Linked DNA regions of Ovis aries: region 2 is linked to region 1. A link is a contact called in public Hi-C data. All regions are on one chromosome and are shown on one strand. Each heading gives the region's core, a stretch centred on a gene start, on an enhancer-like site or on the middle of the called end of the contact. The rest is flanking DNA. Distances are from core to core; before and after follow the strand shown. Region 1 holds the start of CEPT1 (choline/ethanolamine phosphotransferase 1). Region 2 overlaps DENND2D (DENN domain containing 2D).

Region 1 (6,218 bases), core at 2,195-4,694:
TAAATTTTGCAGCACAGCCACTTTATTAACTGAGAAAGTGTTTTAACAAATTATAACAATAAAAGTGAACATTTTAAATGTTTTAAAATCCTCATTACCTGGAATTCAGATTACAATAATACTGATCACTGTCCTATGTAACCTCTCCAGTTGTAATCAGCAAATTTCCCTCTTCTGCTATAACTTGGCTTGAACATGATACTTCTTTCATAGCACTTAACACATTTTGAAGTTTTTTTTGTTAATTGTTGGGTTTTTTTGGTCTTTTCCCCACACTGATATGTAAGACACAGAAGTGCAGGAGCCATGCATGTCTTAACATTCTTTTCCCAAAATCTTATACCATACCTAACACTAGGTGGGTGATCTGTACTTATTTGTGGGACAATGAACAAATGTGATTCATCTAGTTATTTAATAGCACCGGATTGTTCTAGATCTTAGAGGGAACAGAAAGATTGAAATATGCCATCCATGCCCTCAAGCTCAAAGTGGTGGTGGGGAGTCTTGTAAATAACTAAGCTATAACATATTATGAACAAACTGCTGTGGGAATTCAGGGAAGGGTGCACATATGGTCTAACAAAATTCCTCTTTGCATAGACATGTACTTATGTGAAAAGTCCAATGAAGGTACAAAAATAAAATCATAGACATTTAATAAGTATCTTTACTAAAATTATACACAATTTGTAGACCTTAATATTTAAGTCTGTGATGCAAAACATCTGTGCTTATAGCTCTACAGATAATAACATGCTGCCCACAATATTCCAGTGTTCAGCACTGGTGAAAATCTGACAAGTATCACACTAAAAAAGGAATCTCCAACCACTCAGCAGAGCATAAGGTAAGCTTACACAATATCCAACCTGTAGTGTGAAATTCCAGAATTCCCATCCCCCCTCTGTCTAAGAGTGCCAAGTTTTGAGCTGCACTGATTCAGCAGTATGTTTACAACCCTTTCACAGGAATTGGTGACTACACAGCTCTTTCCACTTCTATGGCACTATTAAAGGAAAATACCAGTGGTGAACAATATTTGGGAGGCAGAGCAAACTATAAAAAAATCAAGCTTAAAAAAATTAAAAGGATCACAGGATTACATTCAGCATTATTTAACAAGTGATACACAGAACAAGTTACCAAAAACAAAAGCCTTTTCAGAAGACTTGGAAGCTAAAACAGTACTGTGTAACACAATTTAGATCTACTGCTTTGCTGAAGTGAAACCTTGCATTCCTTAAAAAAAAAAAGGAAACAATTTCTTTCAGAAACAAACAAGCAAAAAAAGCCAAAGCTTAACATTTGGTGGATTATTTTCCTATTCCCTTAAAAGAGACAGCATAGCATGACCCTCAAAAAGAATGTCACCGGCACTTTTAGCCTTATCAAGTCTACTGCTGCCTAGAAAACACACTGACTATGCAGTTATATCTAACGGGGGTTATAAAACAAGTTTATATTTAAATATCAAACATATAATAGTGTTTATAAAGTAAATTTTTAAGAGATTGGGTATGGGAGAGGAAGAAGAATGCATTTATGAAACCATAATTGTAAATATTCAATAATAATCTAATAGCTGGACAACAAATGAAGGTACCTCTGTCAGAACAGGTTAATACAAGAGGCAGCTTTATCTGGCTTTTTTCCTAAATGCAAGGGTTGTAAAGACAAGTTGCACAAGGGGCTTCCAAATAGTTTTTGTTCAGCACGAAATGAATAGGTAGCAAAATGCCTTCAGAACTTCAATATCTGGAATTTTACGTGAAAGCCAATGGTTCTTAAGTTCTTATGGTCCAAATGCTCTCAATTCAACACCTCCACTGAACACATGCCCAGCAGTACGAGACTAGAAACAGAATCTTTATTCCTTGTTTACACACACGACCCTAACGTTTGTTTAAAGATAATTATGAACTTGCCTATTACCGTTAACAGGGATTCATCAATGAACTAAGAGACTTAAAGCAAAATCATACATATATATTAATACCAATGATGAAAAATGTCATAAATGACACAAAAACGCCAATCACCGAACTGGAGTAAAAACAAGTTAAACACAGCAACATTTAAAGATCCCATTCATCTAGTGTTCTAGGGACACCGGCAAAGACTAGCAAGCAAACCCTTCCGTCCTTCCAAGAATACTTCTGAAATAAATCCTAGGTGGCAACCTTAGAGATCGTCAGTATACTCTGAGATTTCTAGAAAAGTTGCTGACCAAGAAGTGTGGCCCTAGCCACGAGTCACCAGCACCGTATTCCAAGCGGAAGGCAAATTCGGCACAGGATTCAACACGGTTTGTGGACTTTAGCAACACCTGAGCAGGAGGGTGTGGACCTGACAGGCAAGGTCGGTTCCGCGCAGGCAGCGCCCCTAGCCCTCGGCCCGCCCAGCCCGGGCCGCCGAGGTTTTCTCCAGCCTTACACCCAGCACAGCAGCCCCCGAGCTCTCGCGCTGGCAATGCGCCACTTCAATCTCTCCATCCAGGGTCAGAGGAGCACTAGCCCTTCGCCCTCCCCACAAGCCCGCGCGCGAGGCTAACTGCGCGAGGAAGAAACTGCGTTCACCTCGCGCGAGTCCATACAGAGATATATTCCAATGCCCCACCCCACAACTTGCAGCCCTCTCTCCGCCCCTTTTGAGAATCGTGGCCCCCGACACATTCTTTATACTCTGGCTGCTTCCCCAGGACCGAGCCTCGCAACCTTACCACGGCCCGCAAAAGCACACCGCTAGAATTAAGACCTGCGACTCCAGCCGACTGGGTGACTCTGATCCGCGGCAGCACGTTCACGACACCTTCGCGATTGCCGTAAAGGGATACAGTGTCGGAGCAGGCGGCGGCGCGAGCGCGCACCTCCGAGTAGTGAGCGTGCCCCGGGACCGGCTTGGCTGCTCGGGAGCGCGCTTCGGGGCCCTGCCCCATCTCGGTTCAGCCGGCCGCCTCCAGACCCGGCGGCCTGTACTGGCAGGGTCGTCTGAGCGAGGTAGGCCAAATAGGGGATGAGAGCCGGCTCCAGCCCCAGCTAAGTAGGGGTGTATTAGAGAGTGGGATCTGGCGGGTCAGAGAGGGGGATGCTGCCAGGAGCCCCACAACCCCGTGGCGGGCGTGCGAGGCGTCCAGCTTCCAGGGACCACGCTGTGCGACTTGCGGGAGAGGGACCAGATGGCAGCCGGAGCGCGGACGGACTGCTGGGAGTCCGAGTGGGGAGGAGGGGTCTTGAGTGGGTGCAGGCTGGGTTCAGGTCTCCGCGCCTCACCTTTCTGTGTGAGTTCTTGGTCTTTCCCCCTCCCCCGCACTCCTCCACGCCTCGCTTGCCCCAAGCCCTACCAAGCCTCCGCCTTCCACGTCTTTTCTTTGCCTCAGGCACGGATTAATCGAGCTCTTCGTCCCAGTTCTTTGTGCCTCCGGAAGAAGGCAGCGGTGGGTGTAAATAATTCCTTGGTTTTATTTGTTTTAAGCGGTTATCGAGAACCTTTGCCCCAGTCCCACAAAAAAATGTGATTGAGTACACCTTCCCTTTGTCACTCCCGGGCTTGGATTCCTTGGAAGGGTGGGGTAGGGGAGGAAGGTTTTTGTGGTGACTTGCTAAGGAAACAGCAATCCGCTCCAGTATTCACGCCTGGAAAATCCCATGAACCGAGGAGCCTGGGGGCTACAGTCCATGGGGTCGCAGAGTCGGACACGACTGAGCAACTTCACTTTCACTTTCATTTTGTGTTTACCCGAAGCTCCTGTCTGCCTTAGGGTGAGCAGAGTAGTGTGTGTGTGTGTGTGTGTTGTGTGTGGTGTGTATGTTAGTCGCTCAGTCGTGCCCCACTCTGGGATTCCTGGACCGGGGCCCGCCAGGTTCCTCTGTCTATAGACTTCTTCAGGCAATAATACGGGTGGGTAGCCATTCCCTTCTCCAGGGGATCTCCCCCACCCAAGGATCGAACCCGGGTCTCCTGCATTGCAGGCAGATTCTTTACCGTCTGAGCCACCAGGAAAGTCCAGTATAGAAAGGTAAATACCTAGTCCTTTGTATCCTCACAACTGTGCTTACTTAGGATACATTTGTAAAACTCCACATTTTTCCAGTTCTCCCGAATTTAAATTTATAAACCAATACTAAATACAGCTCTAATTTGCCATGCACCATCAGATTCTCCCTCGACTTCTCTCCCTGTAATGTTTGATCTGACTTGTAAAAGTGTTACTTAAATTTCTAAACTATTTAATTTTTAATCATTACAAGAATAGTATGTTTATCAGAAGGCCAAATTAGAGTTTAGAAAAATAACCATTTACTATTATGCTTTGCTTTGGGCATAATTCTGTGTACCCGTGGCTTTCTTTCTTCACTTGGAATATCCAGAATTTACTTTTTTATTGTCCCTAAGCAGTCACCACTTAGAGGAGACAGCATAAAGAATTCATCTTTTTACCGGTGGCATTTAAATATTGCAGAATTTAAAACTTGTAGATGCAGTTCTGATTCAGGGGTCTTCAAGGAAAGCAGAGATAAGATAGATGAGAAATGCAAGAACATTTTGTTGAATGTTTCTGTCATTGCTATGTGAAGGTTATTCCTGCATATTTTCAAGAATCTTGAAAGGTTTCTTAAATTATTAAGCATTAAAATTCCAAGTTTGCTTGGTTGGCAGTGCTTCCAGCTTTTCAGTGTGATAATACACAGGCAACAGTAGTCTTCCTCACCTCGGTGCACTTAAATTTCTCAGTGGACCTTTGCAAACTGGTAAACCTTTTGCCCAATAACCTCAGATATGCAGATAAGACTAGCCTAATGGCAGAAAGCCAAGAGGAACTAAAGAGCCTCTTGATGAAGGTACAAGAGGACAGTGAAAAAACCGGCTTCAAACTCAACATTCAAAAAACTAACATGGCATCTGGTCCCATCACTTCATGGCAAATAGATGGGGAAAAAATGGAAACGATGAAAGACTTCATTTTCTTGGGCTCCAAAATCACTGTGGACGGTGACTGTAGCCATGAAATTGAAAGATGCTTGCTCCTTGGAAGAAAAGCTACGACAAACTTAGAGTATTAAAAATCAGAGACATCACCTTGCCAACAAAGGTTGGTATAGTCAAAGCTATGGTTTTTCCAGTAGTTATGTATGGATATGAGAATTGGACCATTAAGAAGGCTGAGTGCCAAGGAATTGATGCTTTCAAACTGTGGTGCTGGAGAAGACTCTTGAGAGCCTTTTGGACAGCAAGGAGATCAAACCAGTTAGTCCTAAAGGAAATCAAACCTAAGTGTTCATTGGAAAGACTGATGCTGAAGCTGAAGCTCTCATACTTTGGCCAGCTGATTCGAAGAGCTGACTCATTGGAAAAGACCCTGATGCTGGGAAAGATTGAGGGCAGGAGAAGGGGGTGACAGAGGATGGGATGGTTGTATGGCATCACCGACTCAGTGAACATGAGCTGAGCAAACTTCAGGAGATAGTGAAATACCGGGAAGCCTGGCATACTGCCGTGGGCTCCCAAACAGTTGGATATGACTGAGCAGCTGAACAACAACCATTTGCTGCTGCTTTTCCTCTCAATTGTCAATTTAGATAACTAGAACTCTCAAAACCTAAGGAGATAGGAATCTAAGATGATTCACATGTACAAGGAATTAAGAATTGTCATTCCCCATCCCTGTGGCTAATTGTGGTTGTACAGAGTTGATAAATCACCTATCATTATTATGGGGCTTCACAGGTGGCTCAGTGGTGAAGAATCCACCTGCCAGTGCAGGGAACCCTGGAGATAACAAGTTCCATCCCTGGGTGAGGAAGATCCCCTGGAGGAGGAAATGGCAGCCTACACCAGTATCCTTGCCTGGAAATTCCCATGGACAGAGGAGCCAGTGGTCTACAGTCCATAGGGTCAGAAAGAGTTGGACATGACTTAGTGATTGAGCAGGAGCATCATGATTATTTGTATGTTTACTCTGTACTACTCTAAGGAATAGCTACTTTACAAATCAGAATACTGAAACTCAGAGAAGCTAAGTAACTTGCCTGAAATTGTACAGCTTGGATGTGATAAAGCTGAGATTTGCACTTACGTAAATCTGATCTTACAACTGTGTTCTTCCCATTGCATCTCAGGGACTGGTCAATGCTGTATTTGGCTTAATAATAAGCTATCATTTTTTTCCTCGTTATTGTTTTTCCTTCTGTGGAAGGGAACTCAGTGTTCTTCATTTA
Region 2 (6,218 bases), core at 2,583-5,082, 45 kb before region 1:
AAGGAAGCATAGGTGTTGAAATCAGCAGAACAATTCAAGTTCTTTTCTTCTACCTTTAGCAACATGGTGTTCCTTAGGTTAGTTTCTTAACTTTTATTTTTTTAATTTTTTGGAGGCATGGGCATGTGGGATCTTTAGTCCCCCAACCAGGGATCGAACCTGTACCCTTTGCATTGGAAGTGCAGAGTCTTAACCACTGAATCACCAGGGAAGTCCCTAGTTTCTTAACTTTTTGAAGTTGTGATCTCCTTATCTGTAATTGGACAGATCAACTGTACCTACCTCATAAGAGCATGGTAAGGATTAAATGAAGTAATGCACTTTAGGTACCTAGCACCCTGCCAGGCCCGCACTGGTAAGTGCCAGTTGTTTTTCTTACTAATAGTTTCATAGTTGAGTATATCCCTGTATAGTGCATAGTTGAGGCAGAATACTATCATGTCTTGGTCTCTGCCTCTTAGAGGCTTCAAGTCTGGTTGAGACATGGGGAGATGTGTGACAGATGGAGACAGGAGAAAAATTTTAAGACAGTAGAAGGTTGACTCATTTATGTCTGGGGATGGAGAAAACTGCTTATGTTGAGCTGACAATCCTGGTTTTATCTTTTAGGAAAGAAGAAGGAAAGGACTTTAGGGGCCCGAATGTTAGACCAGAGGGTCAGGTGAATGTCATGGGTTTTAAAGGAAAGGAAGTTTGGGCAGGCAGTGGGGTCTGTGGGTTGAAAATTCTGTAAGAATCAGTGATAACCAAAAAGGCACCGTGTGTGCATGCAAAGTTGCTTCAGTCATGTCCAACTCTTTGCAACCCTATGGGCTGTAACCTGCCAGGCTTGTCTGTCCATGGGCTTCTCCAGGCAAGAATACTGGAACGGGTTGCCAGGCCTTCCCCCAGGGGATCTTCACAACCCAGAGATAGAACCCGCATCTCTTGTCTCCCTCATTGGCAGGTGGGTTCTTTACCACTAGCGCCACCTGGGAAGCCCCAGAAGGCACCAGTTGTGGCCTAATCCTTGTGGGAAGCAGTGTAAATCTCTTGCTTTAGACATAGCTCTTCCACTCTTGGCCCTGTAGGGCAGGGATCCCTAAACCCCTGGCACTGGTCCATGGCCTGGTAGGAACTGGGCCACGCAACAGGAGGTGAGCAGCGGAGTAAAGCTTCATCTGTATTTACAGCCGCTCCCCATCAACTCCCGTCACCACTTGAGCTCTGCCTCAGAGCTCAGGCAGCATTAGAGCAGCGACAGCATTAGATTCTCGGGAGAACAAACCCTACTGTGAACTGTACAGGCAAAGGGTCTAGGTTGAATGCTCCTCATGAGAATTTAATGCCTGATGATCTGAGGTGGAACTGAGGCAGTGATGCCAATGCTGGGGACCTGCTGCAAATACAGATTATCATTAGCACAATAAATGTAATGTGCTTGAATCATCTTGAAACCATCCCACCCCTCCCCCGCAACCCCAGCCCTCAGTCCGTGGAAAAAAAATGTCTTCCATGAAACTGGTTACTGGTACCAAAAAGTTTGGGGACAGCTGCTGTAGGGAATTGAGAAGTTTCTGTTGTGGCTAGAGCTGGGATTCTGGCTTTTGCCGCCTAGGATCAATGTTCAGAAAGTGAAGGGGACTCCAGGTGTCAGCTGGCCTGGATACAGGCAAAGGTTGGCAGCACTCACCTCTCAGGCGTTTAACTTTCTTCAGGGAAACCCCACCACTCCCCACTTCCTTCCTACACTGAGTATTTCAGATCTTTGCCGCTCATCCAGGAAAGGGACTTCCAGTCAGCCTAAGCCTTGGCTAGACTCTCAGAGACTCCATCTTTCTAACTCAGGAAGTGCTAGCTTGATACCAAGAATTGAAACAAGGTTTCCGCATCTGTGTTTTTGTTGGCCTTGGCTTTGGGGCAGTTTGGAGAAATGAAGAGCCATTAAAGCTAGTGGAGAATAGAGAAGACAGGGAGGGTGTGTGTGTTGAGGGGGTTAGGGGGAGGGGGGCATGAGGGGACTTGGGTCTGAGTTGTGACTTAGGCAGTAATTACACAGGGAATGCTTCCTTGGAAAGGGTGGAGGAGTCCTCTCGGGGGGACTTTCCAGGTGGGAATTGCTGGTCAGAGGTTCCTGGAATCCAGGAATTTCCCAAGCAAGCTCAGGCACCAACCTGATAAGTTTAAATAACCATGAGTGGTCAGAGGGAGCCCTGAGAGTTAAAGCCTGGGGATGAGAGATAAGGAGGAAATAGACTTGACCTCTCTGCTGCACCCCAGTGTTTATATGCTTGTCTCCTTAACTACACTGAGTGCCTTAAGAGCAAGGCTGGTCTTTTGCTTCCTGGTATCCACATCCCTAGCCCAGTAGTGAGCATAGAGAAGGGACTCCATCAATGATCAATGACCTCATAGATGGAAAACATTTCTTCTTCCTCCTCCTCTCTTTAAAGATACTCCCTCCACTCCACCCCCACCCCCAGTGGAAAAGAAGAATCACATAGAGGCCCCATACTTGACGAGAGGAGCCTCAGCCTCTTCTGGTTTCTACCCCTCCCCTCCCAGCTTCGGGTAGCCAGAAGCTCTGTGACCGGCATGGCTCCCAGACTTGCTATAGCTCCGGCACAGCCAGCATGAGCAGCTGCTGTCAATGGCGGGCGGTGGGGAGGTGGCGTGGGGCTGGGGGCCTGGGCCGGCTCCTCTGACTCACTTTCTGTGCCCTGTCCCCAGCACCCTGTCTCAGTGCATCCATGCTACTGCTGCGCTGCTCTACCCCTTCAGCTGGGCCCACACCTACATCCCCGTGGTCCCCGAGAGCCTGCTGGGAACTGTCTGCTGCCCCACTCCCTTCATGGTTGGAGTCCAAATGCGCTTCCGGCAGGAGGTTTTGGACAGCCCCATGGAAGAGGTATGATGCAGCAAGAAGGGGGCCTGATTTGGAGCCAGGTAGACCTGGATTCGGATCCCACCTCTGCTGCTAATAGCTGTGTGATTTTGTGGCAAGTTGCTTAACCTCTTTAAGCCTCAGCTTCCTCATCTGTAAAACTGGAATGGCAACGTTTAGACCCTAAGGATCCTAGGGGAAAAAATCAGCATAAAGCACCTAGCCTGGTGCCTGACATATAGCTGATACTCAGTAAGTGTCTGCTCCCTTCTCTGAATGATTTCCCTTTGGACTTAAGAGGCAACACATGGCTTATTTGGGCTTCACTCAACTGTACTAGGCCAGCTAGTCCTAGTGAGCAGGCCCTGGGTGTCCCATTTTTCTTCTGAATGGACAAGCACAGCTGGTCTGTACAACACACACCCCACTGGAATTTATTCACATTGCTTGGAACTGCACTAACAGTCTTCCTGGAAACAATGAGTCTTGAAAATGCAGATTTTTTTTGGTAGTAGAGGTCATCCTTCCAATTAGCTTAGAGCTCAGTTGGTTAATGAGGATATTGGTTCAAATCCCCTTTGATTTTGTCACCCTCTTGTGTCTTGGCAGAACCCCCAGATACACCAAAGAGCTCAGTGGTGAGAATGGGTGTTAATAACATAAACCTACCTCCAGTGTTGGAAGAATGACTTCTGCTTTGCTTGAGTTGTCAATAGAAACTTTCAAGAAATAGCACATTACTATAATCTCAAGCCAAAAGAGCTACTTGGGTTGGTCTGGCTAACCATCGACTCCCTCTGTGTAGACAGAAAGGGAAGAGGCAGAGTAAGCTACTGGAGGCACGTGACCAGCCCTAGTGGGAGGACTTCCTTCATTTACATAAGAAATAACCAAGGTCCAGAGAGCTCAATCCACTTATCAAGGCCATACAGGCAATCCCGGAATCTAGCAGAGATAGAAGGAAAGCACCTCTTCCGCAGAGTGCTGCTGGGAAGTAAAGAAGCAGGCTGTTTCTCTTCCTTGTTTCCCCAGCCCTGCCCTCCTCAGAACTGCTGAGTACACATGCCCTTTGAGCCAACCTCTGCCTTGTGACTAACTGGGACAGAGTATCAGCCCCATGTTTAGTAATACGACTCAATAAGTGTCCCAGTCCCAGAAGTTATGAAACTTCCTGATGCTGCAGCGCCATCTTCTTGGACGCTGTGATTCCTCCCCCAGTGGCCTGGTGGGAAGACACCCCAAGGCTAGTCAGACTCCAGCTTGTGTTGTCCAAGAGCCCCAGCTGATGAAATGGGCAGGGGATAGGGATGGGAGAGGGCTAGGGGTCAGGAAGAGAGATGGGGCATTCCTTGACTCCCAGGTCAGCTCTTTGGAAGGGCTCCTTGGACAGACAGTAATATACTCAAGTACTAGAAAGATTTCTGGGAACAACTTCAGAAAGAAATTCTTTACACACAGTCTTACCTCTCAGCCCACAAAGTGAACAGCCTGCCCTAAATGAAGGCATCTGAGCCTATGTATACAAGTGGTTTCACGCCTGAACTAGTTCAACTTTTCTCCCCTGATGATGGATAATTACAGTGCCTGCTCTGTCTTTTGGCACACATTCCAATTTCTCTCTTCTTTTTATTTGGGAGAAGGGTGCATGGAGGGATCACTCACCCTCTTGTCGAGACCAAGGTCACAAACTGAAAAGAGGGACCCAGCAGGCATTTAAATGGCCAACACAGGCTTTGGGGGGATTATGATAAACTGCTGAGCACCTGCTTTGCCTAAAGGAGGCAGCTGTAACTCAGTTCCCTCTGAATGTGGATCACTGTTAGAGCTCCTGACTTTTCCAGAGAAGCCCTAGATCCAAATTCTGTGTGAAATTTTTTAATTCAAATATTGGAAGCTAATTCAATGATTTGAAAATCCTCTGAGTCTCAAAGAAACAGGTCTGTAGGTTGGAATCTAACTGGCAGGATGCGTACTGGTCATCTCCAGTCTAGACTGCAGGCGCCTTAGGCAGTGATGGAGCTGATGCTAGAACTCAGGTCACCCAAGTTCCAGCCCTGTGCTTGTCCTACCTGCACCCTGCAAACGTGTGATCACTGCCTTTCCGTCCCTCCTCCTTTTGTCCCCAGGCTCATTTTCTCCTCTCGCTCTTCCCTGCTGGAAGGTCCAAAGCTCTTGTGGGAGTTTTAATAGTTTTTATTTATATATTCTTGGCTGTGCTGGGTCTTCATTCCTGTGTGGGCTTTTCTCTTGTGGTTGCAGACAGGGGGCTACTCCATAGTTGTCATGCATGGGTTTCTCACTGTGGCGGCTTCTCTTGTTGCAGAGCACAGGCCCCAGGGCGTGCAGGCTTCAGTAGTTACAACACCTGGGTTCAGTAGTGTGGCACATGGGCTCAGTTGCTGTGTGGCATGGGGGATCTTCCCTGAATCAGGGACCGAACCCGTGTCGCCTGTGCTGGCAGGCAGATTCTTTACCACGGAGCCACCAGGGAAGCCTGTGGGAGTTTTAAAAATGGAATTCTAGGCAATTGTACATAAAGTTGTTGTAAGCATTAAAAAAAAAAAAAATCAAAAGATGCCCATCCCTGTCGTAAAGCTCACCAGAGGGAAGGGAACTGAGGAACTGTAGGAAGAATGATACACTAGCAAGGACAGCACAACCCAGGCTTGGAAACGGGCTCTACTCTTTGATAGCAGTATCACCTCAGGCAGTTTAACTTCTTTGGGTATTTCCTCACCTTAACAGACACAGTATCTGCCTCTACAGGAGCATGGGGGAAGATTAAATGAGAAGATGTGCAAAGCACAGTGTATGCCATGTAATGCTTTGTACATAGAAGTTATTACTATGATCAATGCTTTTTTATTAAGAGAGTGACTGGCTTCAATTTACCCATATTGTATACCGCATCTTCTTTAGCTCTCTCCCATTTCCTGCTTCCTATACCCTCATACCCTTTTCTCAGGAAAGAGTGGGTGGTGAGAAAGGAGTGTACCAGACAGGAAATGAGAACTGAAGATGCTGATTTTGTTGTTACTTGGGCTGAAAGGTACAGCAACAGGCAGAAACAGAGAAAAGGGAAGAAACCAAGCTGTCCTGTTTTTATTTCAGGTCCTGTTGGTGGATCTTTGTGAAGGAACCTTCTTAATGTCAGTAAGTGTCTGGGTTCAGATCCCTTGCAGACCCACAACCAACTCAATTGTTCTTGGCTCATCCAAGTTCCACTACTTTAACAAACTTCTAAGTATGCCAACAAGACTTCACCTCTCTCAAGGAGAGTATGACTTCACAAGGCAGTTGGTGTTAGTGCTTTTAGAGCAAGGACATAGACCGAGTACCAGAGGGACAGAGACTT

What was found. A called contact is a pair of places that touch in the nucleus more often than the background predicts.
Region 2: a contact with region 1 is called in a Hi-C map of blood, with 1.6 times the contacts expected there. The contact joins the enhancer-like site here to the promoter of CEPT1 in region 1. A contact is called at or near these places in 2 of 16 Hi-C or Micro-C datasets (blood and mixed tissues).

What each region holds. Positions count from the first base shown.
Region 1 is chr1:88,482,865-88,489,082 of ARS-UI_Ramb_v3.0, reverse strand. CEPT1 (choline/ethanolamine phosphotransferase 1) reads right to left here and starts at 3,444. Exons shown (of 9, transcript XM_012178381.5): 1 at 3,344-3,444. It overlaps DRAM2 (DNA damage regulated autophagy modulator 2), which reads left to right and starts at 2,874. Exons shown (of 8, transcript XM_060412530.1): 1 at 2,874-2,999; 2 at 3,380-3,436.
Region 2 is chr1:88,528,450-88,534,667 of ARS-UI_Ramb_v3.0, reverse strand. DENND2D (DENN domain containing 2D) reads left to right here. Exons shown (of 12, transcript XM_027972960.3): 8 at 2,710-2,887; 9 at 5,975-6,016. Among named protein-coding and RNA genes, the nearest start is that of DENND2D, 15 kb to the left of the region's middle. Within about 2 kb of position 3,832, at least 19 of the 54 cell types and tissues checked have an H3K27ac peak or open chromatin away from gene starts, as enhancers often do.